2 separate regions of the Capra hircus genome follow, and region 1 is linked to region 2. Evidence: chromatin contacts called from public Hi-C data. All regions are on one chromosome and are shown on one strand. The core of a region is the stretch at or near the end of the contact, and the rest is flanking DNA. Distances in the headings are between cores, read along the strand shown.

Region 1 (4,916 bases), core at 2,256-4,755, 320 kb before region 2:
CCCAGGCTGTGGCTCTGAAATGAAAGATGGAGACAGGAGACCCCTCTTCACCCCAGAGAAGGGTGCTCAGAACCCTTCAGGCAAGGCTGCAGTTCTGCTGCCTCATTCCTCTGTTTTCCTTGGCAGAGCCTACAGAGGTTGCTGTAACACACTTTGCTGAATGAAGAATGGTTGACTCAGGTAGGGCAGAGACCTGTGGCTATTAAATGACAACTGATGGCCCTCCCTCCTCAGAACCCCTCCGTCTTCCTCCCAACTTCAGCGTCCTTTATTAAGCCCTCTTTAGGCCTCTCCAGGGACCAAGGGCTCTGGGATGAGAAGGGATGCGGGGGTGGGGGGGGGAGGGGGCAGGGTGATCCCTGGTGGTAAAGCTGGGGAGCCACTGTCCTGGGCTCTGCTGGCACCAGGGCAGGAATAAGGCAGATCCCTGGTAAGGTGTCCACATCTTGTGCTCTGAAGTTGCTAGACATGGACCAGGCTGGGCAAGGAGGAAGTTTAGTGACTTCGCTTCCATGACCCACGTGGCTTCTTGCAGCGTGGAGCTTTGGTGAGGAAGCCTGCTTGGGAGGGGCCCTGAGCCAGCAAATAAACATTTACTAACTGTAAAAAGACCTTGTCCCTGCTGCTGGGGAGCCTGCCAGGTGGTGGAGACGGGACTGGAGGCATGAATGATGGAGAGGGTAGGATGGGGTAGAGGCTGAGCCAGCCCCTCTGCCCATAAGGGCCTCAGGACACCACTCTGGGGAACTGCGGCACTAAGTGGGTAACCTAGCACCCCCACCAAAGCACAGCACCATGTGCTGAGACCAGGGGCTGGCTGAGTAACCTCCTTGTATTGTTTGGGTCAACTTGAGGGAAGTGGTGCATTCTAGTCTCAGCCTAGTTCCCATTCTCAGCCTGGGCCTTCACAGAGGCTGCATCAGTCCCAGGCAGGCCCAGGCCAGATCTAGATGAATAATGAGACTGGTTAGTCCCTCTCTTCTCACAGGTATCACCCCCGTGCACCCTCCTCCTCCCTGGGGGAGACTGGGAGCTGCTGGGTCCAAGCCCAACCAGGACTTTTTCCCGGCTGGTTCCTATATGCAAGGGTGGGGTGGGGGGTCTTGGGGGGCACTTAGGGAAGACATGGGAGTTGGGGAAGAGGTGAGCTTTGAAGAAACAGAGGGGACTTGGGGAAAAGGGAGGAGAGGCTGCTAGCTGCAAGAAGTAGGCAATGACTCCTGAAGGTCTGGGGGCTGCTGAGGAGAATGCCCCAGTTCTGTTCAGAAGATGAGCTGTGAGCCTGGACTGGGACTGATAGAAGCCTTGGCCTCCGGCCTGGTGGGAGCTCCGGGCAGCTGGCCTACAGACGTTCCTTAGTGCTGGTGAGTAGGTTTGAATCATCACTCGAGCCCTGGCCTCCAACCGCCCCCACCAGCCCCCTGGCCTCAGTTCCCTGGCAACATCTGGGGGAGGGGGGTGGAGAAGCAGAAACAAGGGCCTCTGTCTGCCCAGCTGCCTCTCCCTTTGGGCTCTGCCAGACTCCACAGTGCATACGTGGGCTCCAACAGGTCCTCTTCTCTCTGGGCCATTGACTAACCCCAGAACCACATGGCTTCTTGTTCTCAGCCCCACAAACATAGTGCCAAATACTTCCCCCCAGGGGAGCCTCCCTGAACACTTCCCAAAGGACCCCAGTCACCCCAGCCTGTTGGCTGCAGCTAACTCTGATGTCAGCCAGCCAGATGAGGCCGGGAGATGAGCACAGAGTCCGGATGGATACATCATGCCCTCTGTGCCCAGCACTGGGCTTTGTGCACGTGGGACCAGACGTGCCACTGTTTGAGAGGTCAGAAACGGGGGGTGGAGGGGGATGTGTCAGGGGTAATCTCCCTCAACCCTCTTCTTAAGGCCTCTTGAACTTGAGATGGGGTGTGCATCCGATAGTCACTAGGGGGCGCTCAGCCACCACAGGGAAGCTGGGTGAACTTGGGATGCAGCGTCTGCGTGAGTGAGGACGCCTGTGACTATGTGTGTTGGGGGGGGCGGGTAGTTGAGAGTGTTTGGCGAGGGGTGGAGAAGGCAGGGGTCACCCCAGGATTCCAACGGATCTGTGTGTCTCTCTTTCCACCCGTCCCTGTCCGACTCCCTCAAACCCCTGCCCCCTCCAATATTCCCAGCATAGAGAAGGGAATAGCTCTGGAGCCCTGACCGCACATAACCTCACTTTCCTGTACCCGCCCCGCAAATACCGCGCGGGCGTGTGTGTCTCCTGGCAGAGGGGGCCGATAGGTAATGTTCAGGCTGTGCGCCTTGGTGGGGATCGAGCACTCCCTTTGCTGGGGTGGGTGGGGGCCCGGGCTTCGGTCGGTGTCCCCAGGGGAAGGTAGTAGCCAGAGGCGCAGAGGGGACGGACCCAGGAGCTGAGGCTGGGTCTGGCCCCGCCCCGACACGCCCAGGGGGCGGGGCCTGCCTTCTTTTTAGTCGGCTCGTAGCGGTGAGGAGCGCAGAGGCTTGGGGCAGCCGGGCTGCGACGAGGCTGCGGCGTTGGGGGGCGAGTGGAGCCGGCGGCAGCGGCGCTCGGTCGGGAGACGCATCGAAGAGGCGGACGGACCGGCGGGGTCACCGGCCAGGGGTCTCCGCACTGGAATTTGATATTCATTTATCCAGGGTTTACCCTCCTCCTTTTTTTCTGAAACATTTTTTTTTAACCGTATTCTTTTCCGTTTTAATTTATTTTTGCTTCCCATTCCCCACTAAATCGGGCCGACCGTTTGGGGAGATTGCTCTTTTACTCCCCCCCAAAATCACTTCGGATTCTGGAAACGAGCAGAGAAGAAAGAGGGTAGCAAGAGCTCCAAAGAGAAGTGAAGGAAGAGAGAGAGACCGGGTCAGAGAGCGCGCGCTGACGAGCGAGACACGAGAGGGACAGGGGCAAAGTGAGTGACCTGTTTTTTGGGGGTGACCGCCAGAGCGCAGCGTGAGCCCTCCCCCTCGGGATCCCGCGTCGGACCAGCAGCGCTGACGGACAGACAGACAGACACCGCCCCCTGCCCCAGCGCCCACCTCCTCCCCGGCCGGCGGCCGACGGTGGACGCGGCGGCGAGCCGCGGGCAGGAGCCGGAGCCCGCGCCCGGAGGCGGGGTGGAGGGGGTCGGGGCTCGCGACGTTGCCCTGAAACTTTTCGTCCAACTTCTGGGCTGTTCTCGTTCCGGAGGAGCCGTGGTCCGTGCCGGGGCAGCCGAGCCGAGCGTCACCGGGAGAAGTGCTCGCTCGGGCCGGGAGGAGCCGCAGTCGGAGGAGGGGGAGGAGGAAGAAGAGAAGGAAGAGGAGAAGGGGCCGCGGTGGCGACTCGGCTCTCGGAAGCCGGGCTCATGGACGGGTGAGGCGGCTGTGTGCACAGACAGTGCTCCAGCCGCGCGCGCGCCCCAGGCCCTGGCCCGGGCCTCGGCTCCGGGAGGAAGAGGAGCCCGCCTGGGCGCCGAGGAGAGCGGGCCGCCCCGCAGCCCGAGCCGGAGAGGGAGCGCGAGCCGCGCCGGCCCCGGCCGGGCCTCCGAAACCATGAACTTTTTGCTCTCTTGGGTGCATTGGAGCCTTGCCTTGCTGCTCTACCTTCACCATGCCAAGGTAAGGGCTGGGGACGTGCGTGAGAGCGCGCGCGTGGGGGACTCCGTGCCCCACGCGGGTCCTTGGGCACCGGGCTCGCGGCTTCCCCTCTATCTTCGTAGGTGTAGGGGGAGGGGGCGCGCGCTAGGTGGGAGGGCACCGGGATAGAGTCTCACCGCCCACGCGGGCCCTGCCCACCCACCGGAGTCACCGCACGTACGATCTGGGCCGACCAGCGGAGGGCGGGAGCCGGAGGAGGCGGCTGAGGGGGCTGGGCTTGCGCTGCCGCCGGCGGCTGAAGTTTGCTCCCGGCCGCTGGTTCCCGACGAACTGGAAGTCTGGGCAGCTGGGGCGGGAGCTGGAGCCCTGGCGGGCAGGGATGGGGGTGCTCGGACCTTGGACCCGGGGAGGGCAGAGAGCGTGGAGGGGGCAGGGGGCAGGCGAGAGATGGGGCTTGCTGTCACTGCCGCTCGATCTCTGCGGCCCTCGCCGCGAGTTGGGGAAAAGTTTTGGGGTGGATTGCTGCTTGGGACCCCCCTCTCCGCCGGGCCACCTGCGCCGCACCAACCCCCCCGTCCCAGCTCGCGTCCCGCTCGGTGCCCGCCCTCCCCCGCCCGGCCGGGCGCGCGCGGCGCGGAGCCGATTACATCAGCCCGGGCCTGGCCGGCCGCGTGTTCCCGGAGCCGCGGCGGCCCGAGCGGGGAACCCGCGGCGGCGAGCCGCGCCCCTCCCCCCGCCGGCCCTCCGCGGGAAGGTGACCTCTCGAGGTAGCCCCACGCCGAGGACCCGGAGAACCACCCCTGTGCCTTCCCGCTGTCCCCAGCCCTTAAACCCCTCCTAGGAGGCATTTCCTCACGCCCCCTTCCCAGTTTCCTCCCCTGCTCGAATAGAAGCCCCCGCCACCCCTTTATTTTTAACTTCCTTTTGCTGAGAAGACCCACATAACCTCTCTTCAGCCCCAGACTCCGAGGAAAGAAAGATCACTGTCAGGAGTCGGGCTACCCGGCCCAGCCCGGGGCTTTGTCGAGACTCTACCGAAAGTCCCGACTCGGTGACAGTCTGCTTCCCTCCCCTCCCCCATACTTCCGAGTGAGCTGTGCTTTAGCTTTTTGGGGGGCGACCGCAGGGAGGGTTTAAAGGGTGTCCTTATTCCACTTTGCACTTTTTGGGAAAATGATTTGAAATTTGCTGTGACATGGGCAGTGTGGGACTAGCCCTCCCCGAACCTTTGGAGGGAGCTCCTGCCAGCCTTGCAAACACACTTTGTTCTGGTGAAATGGGCGTTGGAGTAGGAGCAGGTGGTTTTTGGGAACTCTAAACTTGCCCACCCA
Region 2 (4,853 bases), core at 1,368-3,867:
ATGATGGACACTTACTTGTAACCACAACTGTGAGTCATAAGGACTCACATGTTCTCTAACCTCTGATTAAGAAGGCAGGAAAGTGTGTAATATCCATCCAAAATATCTCTTTTTAAGGTCTCGGATATTAACGTCTGGAAAACTAATGTGAAACGGTTCATTCTTGGATGATGACAAAAGTATGACATATTACTGGTTTCTCTATAGTTTTCACAAAACCCAACCTCCAAATTCCAAGGAGTTCTGGGATTTGAATTCACTCTACCCATTGGAAACACAGCTGAAGAAAATGTCCCGAGCCTTTCAGCCAGTCCGCACACAGTAATTAAAAAAAAAAAAGATTTAGCTCTACTGGGCACCTGCCTCCAACACGTGAGGTATGTTATATGCAGACTACATTGCAGACCTCAACAGCCCCATTAGATAAGGCTGTGTTCCCATTAGACAGGAAATTTAGACTTAGAGAGATCAAATTTGGGCAAGGACAAGTTATCATGTGACAAAGAACTCTCAGTCACCTTCAGCCCTTCAACTCACCCCCCCCCCAACAGGAGGTCCAGCAGGTGACCAGTGCAGTTCAAGTTCCTCTTTGCAAGGCCCTGCACCTGCCCAGCCCAGGGCCCACACAGCCCGAAGAGGCCCTATCCCATGCCTCTGAGTGGTGCGGAGGGTAGAATGAGGTGCCAACCTGGGCCATCTAGGGAAGGAAGGCGCAGCCTCCAGACCCACCAGGATCAGGGGCTCAGAAAGTGGGGAGGGTGCCCTGCAGACTCAGAAGACACCTCCAAGATGTCTGCCTGCCCTGGGCTGACATGGCCTCTCTGCACTTCCTGGCCATCCCAGGACATCTGTGTTCACCACACCACACCTTCGCCAGTGGTGTGAACAGAGCTCAGTCCTGTCCTGGATGCCCCAGGGAGTGGGGGTTGTGCAGGGGACACACGGGGAGGAGGTGACAGGCACTCCCTTGGGAGTTCCCCATCCCAGCAGAGATAAAGGTCAAAGAGCTCATTTGTGTTTCCTTGACAGTCATTTGTCTAGGGTCTCTACCAGCCTTATGGGGCCTGCCCTGGATTCAGGTACAGAGAGGTCTCAGAGTGAGAGTCTCCAAGAGGCTGAGCGCTCTCCCCGGGCACAGGTGGGACTATGTGCGCTTAGTGGTCCAGTCGTGTCGGCCTCATTGCAACCCCATGGACTGTAGCCCACCAGGCTCCTCTGTCCATGGGGATTCTCCAGGCAAGAATACTGGAGTGGCTTGCCATGCCCTCCTCCAGGGGATCTTCCCCACCCAGGGATCGAATCCAGGCCTCCCACATTGCAGGTCTGAGCCACCAGGGAAGCCCCGTGGGTCTATAGGGTTGTGAATCGAGTGCCCAAGGGACCAGAGTTTTCAGCCCTCTCTTGCCTCTCAGCCCAGGGCCCAGCGGACTGTAGAGCAGTGACCCAGAGGATGAGGAGGGCCAGAGCATCAACTCATTTCAGCACCCAGTCACCATGAAGCGCTACTGCGCGTGAAGGACGGTGCTTTTGGGGTGCATGATGAAAAAGGGGCTGGGTAGAGGTGAGATTCGCTGGAAGGCAAACAGAGTGCATTGGAGGACCCGGAGCCGCGGGAACCCCACCCCAGAGCATCCCCAACCCGGGCGCGCAGAGGAGCGGCTTGCTCCGGAGCCCGGCGCGCGCGCTCGGGGCCGGCGCCGCACGCGCACGCGTACCCGCAGCCGCTCCCCCGCCCGCGCGGCGCCGGCTCCCGCGCGCGCGCACTTGAGGCCTCCCTTGTGCGTCTCCTCCATTCGCTACGTGCAGAATGGTCCGTCGGCAGCAGCTGCAGCGCCGAGTGGGAGGGGGAGGAGGAGGGGAGGGGGAGGCGGTGCCCAGGTCTGGAGGAGGGGCCGCGGCGGGCCGGGCGGGGGGAAGCTGGGGAGAGGGGCTGGCGGGGGGACCCTGGGTGGGCGCAGCCTTCCTTACCTTCCCCCTTCCCCTCCCCCCGGTCTCCGTCGCTCCCTACTTCAAGGCCATTCCGGCCAGCCCTCTGTTTCCTGCTCAGACGTCCAGGAACCCAGCCGACCAAGAGGGGTTTTCTCCGTGTTGTCCCCTCCCCAAAACCCAGGACCCAAACCCAAGAAAGAACCAGTTTTGCTGTCCCCTCTCCCCTCTTCCCGTCCTGACCACATTCCCAGGCTTTTGTGTGAAATGACCCGACAGCAGACCCTTTCCCACTCCGCTTTGCATGATGCTGGAGTCCCTAAGAGGTGCTATAACCTCACTCTCCTCTCTCTTACCCCCCACCTGGAGGAAGGAGAAGGGATAGGATGGACGCTAGAGTCTAGTTCCCAGCATTTCCAGAAGGGGAAGCCCAGAATCTCACACGCGAACATAGGATGGCGGAAAAGTCTGGTGGCCCAGAACAGGCTGCTGCCCAGGAGCCTAACTAAGTCCATGTCAAAACGAGCTAGTGTCTGGAGGGTCCCCCCTAGACTGGCATGAATTCACCCGCATTACGGATCTGTGTCCCATACACCTGTGTGTAAAGGGCTCCCCAGGAATGTAATGGTGAGAAGCCACCAAGGGGTGGATCGTGTTTCCCTGGAGGATCCCAAACAGACCAGCTCCCTTTGCTGCCAAGAACCCAGATGTGGCCCAGACGTGCACAGCAGCCCCTCCCACGGGGTGGGACACCAGCTATTCTGTGCAGCCCCTCCCAACTCCTCCCAGGGTCAAGGGAGGAAAGCCGGCGACCTCCGGTGCCCCCTTCCCCATTCGGGCTGCTGGCAGGGTGGGGGTGGGGGGGCAATTCCATTATCCTCTCTGTCCTTTGAGGGGGCCACCTGGTTTCACGTCGGAGACAGCCACTTGGGTTTAACGTGTGGTCTAATCTCTAGCCCTCTGCCGGCAAGTTAAATCTAGATCGCCAGGAAGGAAGGTGTTCTGGGTCAGTTTCAGTTTACACAAACCGACCCATGAGCCTGGGCTTTACAGTGCCTGGATCCGGGGAAGCGGATCCGCTCCTTTTGGTCCGGCAGTCTTTTAGGAGGCGCCCTCTGCTGGCCACTGGGAAATGCAGGGAAGAACAAGAGTCGTGCAGAGGCGCTCTCGGAGGGTCTGGAGAAGGGGGACACAAGTCAGAGAAACAAACGAAAACCAGGAGCCAGTGAACAGTAGTGACTGGGCTGGCCACAAATAAGGGAGGCATGCTGAAACCTTGCTGGAGGTGGGGAGTTTTGAGCCAGCTTTCGTTGAGCAGGGAAGGGCAACCAAGCTGGCAGATGGCTCAGGACACCCCAGGGGCACCCCTGCCTGTGTGCAGAGTCCTGTCCCTGCCCTGGGTGGCTCACACCCCTGCAGAGTCTGATGACTGCCGTGCCCTGCAAGGGGGCCTACCCTCACCGTCAGCCTCTCCTGGGGTGGTGGGCTGGGAGAAACAGCCAGAGCTGGAAGGCCCAGAGCTGGAAGGCCCGAACCTTCTAGTCACCACCTGGCTCCTCAGGGCTGGCAGAGAAAGTGAACCAAGAGAGGAGTCTACAGCTGACAGATCCACCCCACATACCCAGGTCCTTGGCATGGCAGGGCTCAAGGTAGGGTACGGGCCTGAGTCACAGCCTGTCTCAGGAAGGCCAGCTTGCCAAGAGGTGAGACCTGGGTCAACAGCCCATCACCCTGCCTCTGGCCACTGGGCATCCTCCCCAACACGTCCCACACGTGGGGCCAGGGAGGTGCTAGGGCGGTGCAGGCCGTGGAAGCCACTGGGGCCTGCGCCTCAGGGCCATGGAGGGCAGGAAGAGAGGCACGAAGGGGTTCTCACTGCACAGGAAGAGATGGGTTAGAGAGAGGATGGACCCCCCTGCCGCCCCCCAGGCATCCAGAGTCTCTCCCGGTGTGGTGGGTAAGCGAGCAGCAGGTGCCACCCAGAACTGGCAGCTTCTAGAACTGCCCCGCCAGTCCTCCAGGGAGGGTCGCCCCCAAGGCCTCAGCATCCTCACAGGACTTTACACAGGTCCGACCTCGGAAGGCAGCCCAGGGCTCCCAGCCTTCCAAGGCCCCACAAAGGCCCAATTCCCAGACCACTCCCCAGAAATCAATGGCACTTGTGACTTCCTCCCCGCCACACCCCGCCCAGCTCTACTCACTGATTCATTGGCTTCCACCTTATTGGCGAGGCTCCCTTCCTGAGCAGCCAGGGTAAGAGGACTCCCAGGGTGGGGACTGAGGCCCAGGAGGGAACAGAAAGCCTGGTGCTTTAATTAGAGGTAATTGGTTAATTTACTCTGAAAGCTTGGGGGAGGGGAGGGGATAGAGTCTGTGGCCTAATAGGGCTCAGACTCAAACTGGTGAGTCTCTTTCCGGACCAGAGCTGACCAAAGCGAACCCACCCACCCAGGACATCCACTCTTCGCCCAGGTCAGAGCAAGGCCCATAGCAGACTGGGGTCGCCCTGCAGGAGAAAAAAAATAATAAAGCAGGTGCCCTGGGGTAGTGGGCAAGGCCTGCTGAAGTTAGGGAGATAGGAACTGAGGACTGGGGAGGTGCAGCGGGTTCTGGGATGGGAATCGATCCCTTTCTTCTCCTCTCCTTGTACATCCATCCCTCCCAAGATCATTGCCCCAACCCCGGCCAGGTTAGGGGCCTACCCTCCTCCTGTGGTCAGTGACCTCTCAGGCCTGCCCATCCTCAGGGGCCTGAAGGCTCACTTCACTCCCTCCAGCTTCAGAAAACCGTTCCAATCACCAAGGAATGGGACGACAGAGGGAAGACCCCTGCCAGGCCCCAGGGGGCGTGCCGCGGCCCGACGCTTCGCCTCCGGCGGCGCGGCGAGAACTCTGGCCGGCAGCCTCCCGCGCTCGGTCCGAAGCAGC

Evidence for each region. Hi-C and Micro-C count contacts between places; a contact is called where the count stands out from the background.
Region 1: a Hi-C map of blood shows a contact between it and region 2, with 4 times the contacts expected there. The contact joins the promoter of VEGFA here to the enhancer-like site in region 2. A contact is called at or near these places in 2 of 5 Hi-C or Micro-C datasets (both in blood).

The regions. Positions count from the first base shown.
Region 1 is chr23:31,554,770-31,559,685 of ARS1.2, reverse strand. It overlaps VEGFA (vascular endothelial growth factor A), which reads left to right and starts at 3,505. Exons shown (of 7, transcript NM_001287035.1): 1 at 3,505-3,606. The coding sequence starts at 3,541.
Region 2 is chr23:31,236,530-31,241,382 of ARS1.2, reverse strand. No RefSeq gene overlaps it. Among named protein-coding and RNA genes, the nearest start is that of TMEM63B, 45 kb to the right of the region's middle. Within about 2 kb of position 2,617, at least 4 of the 5 cell types and tissues checked have an H3K27ac peak or open chromatin away from gene starts, as enhancers often do.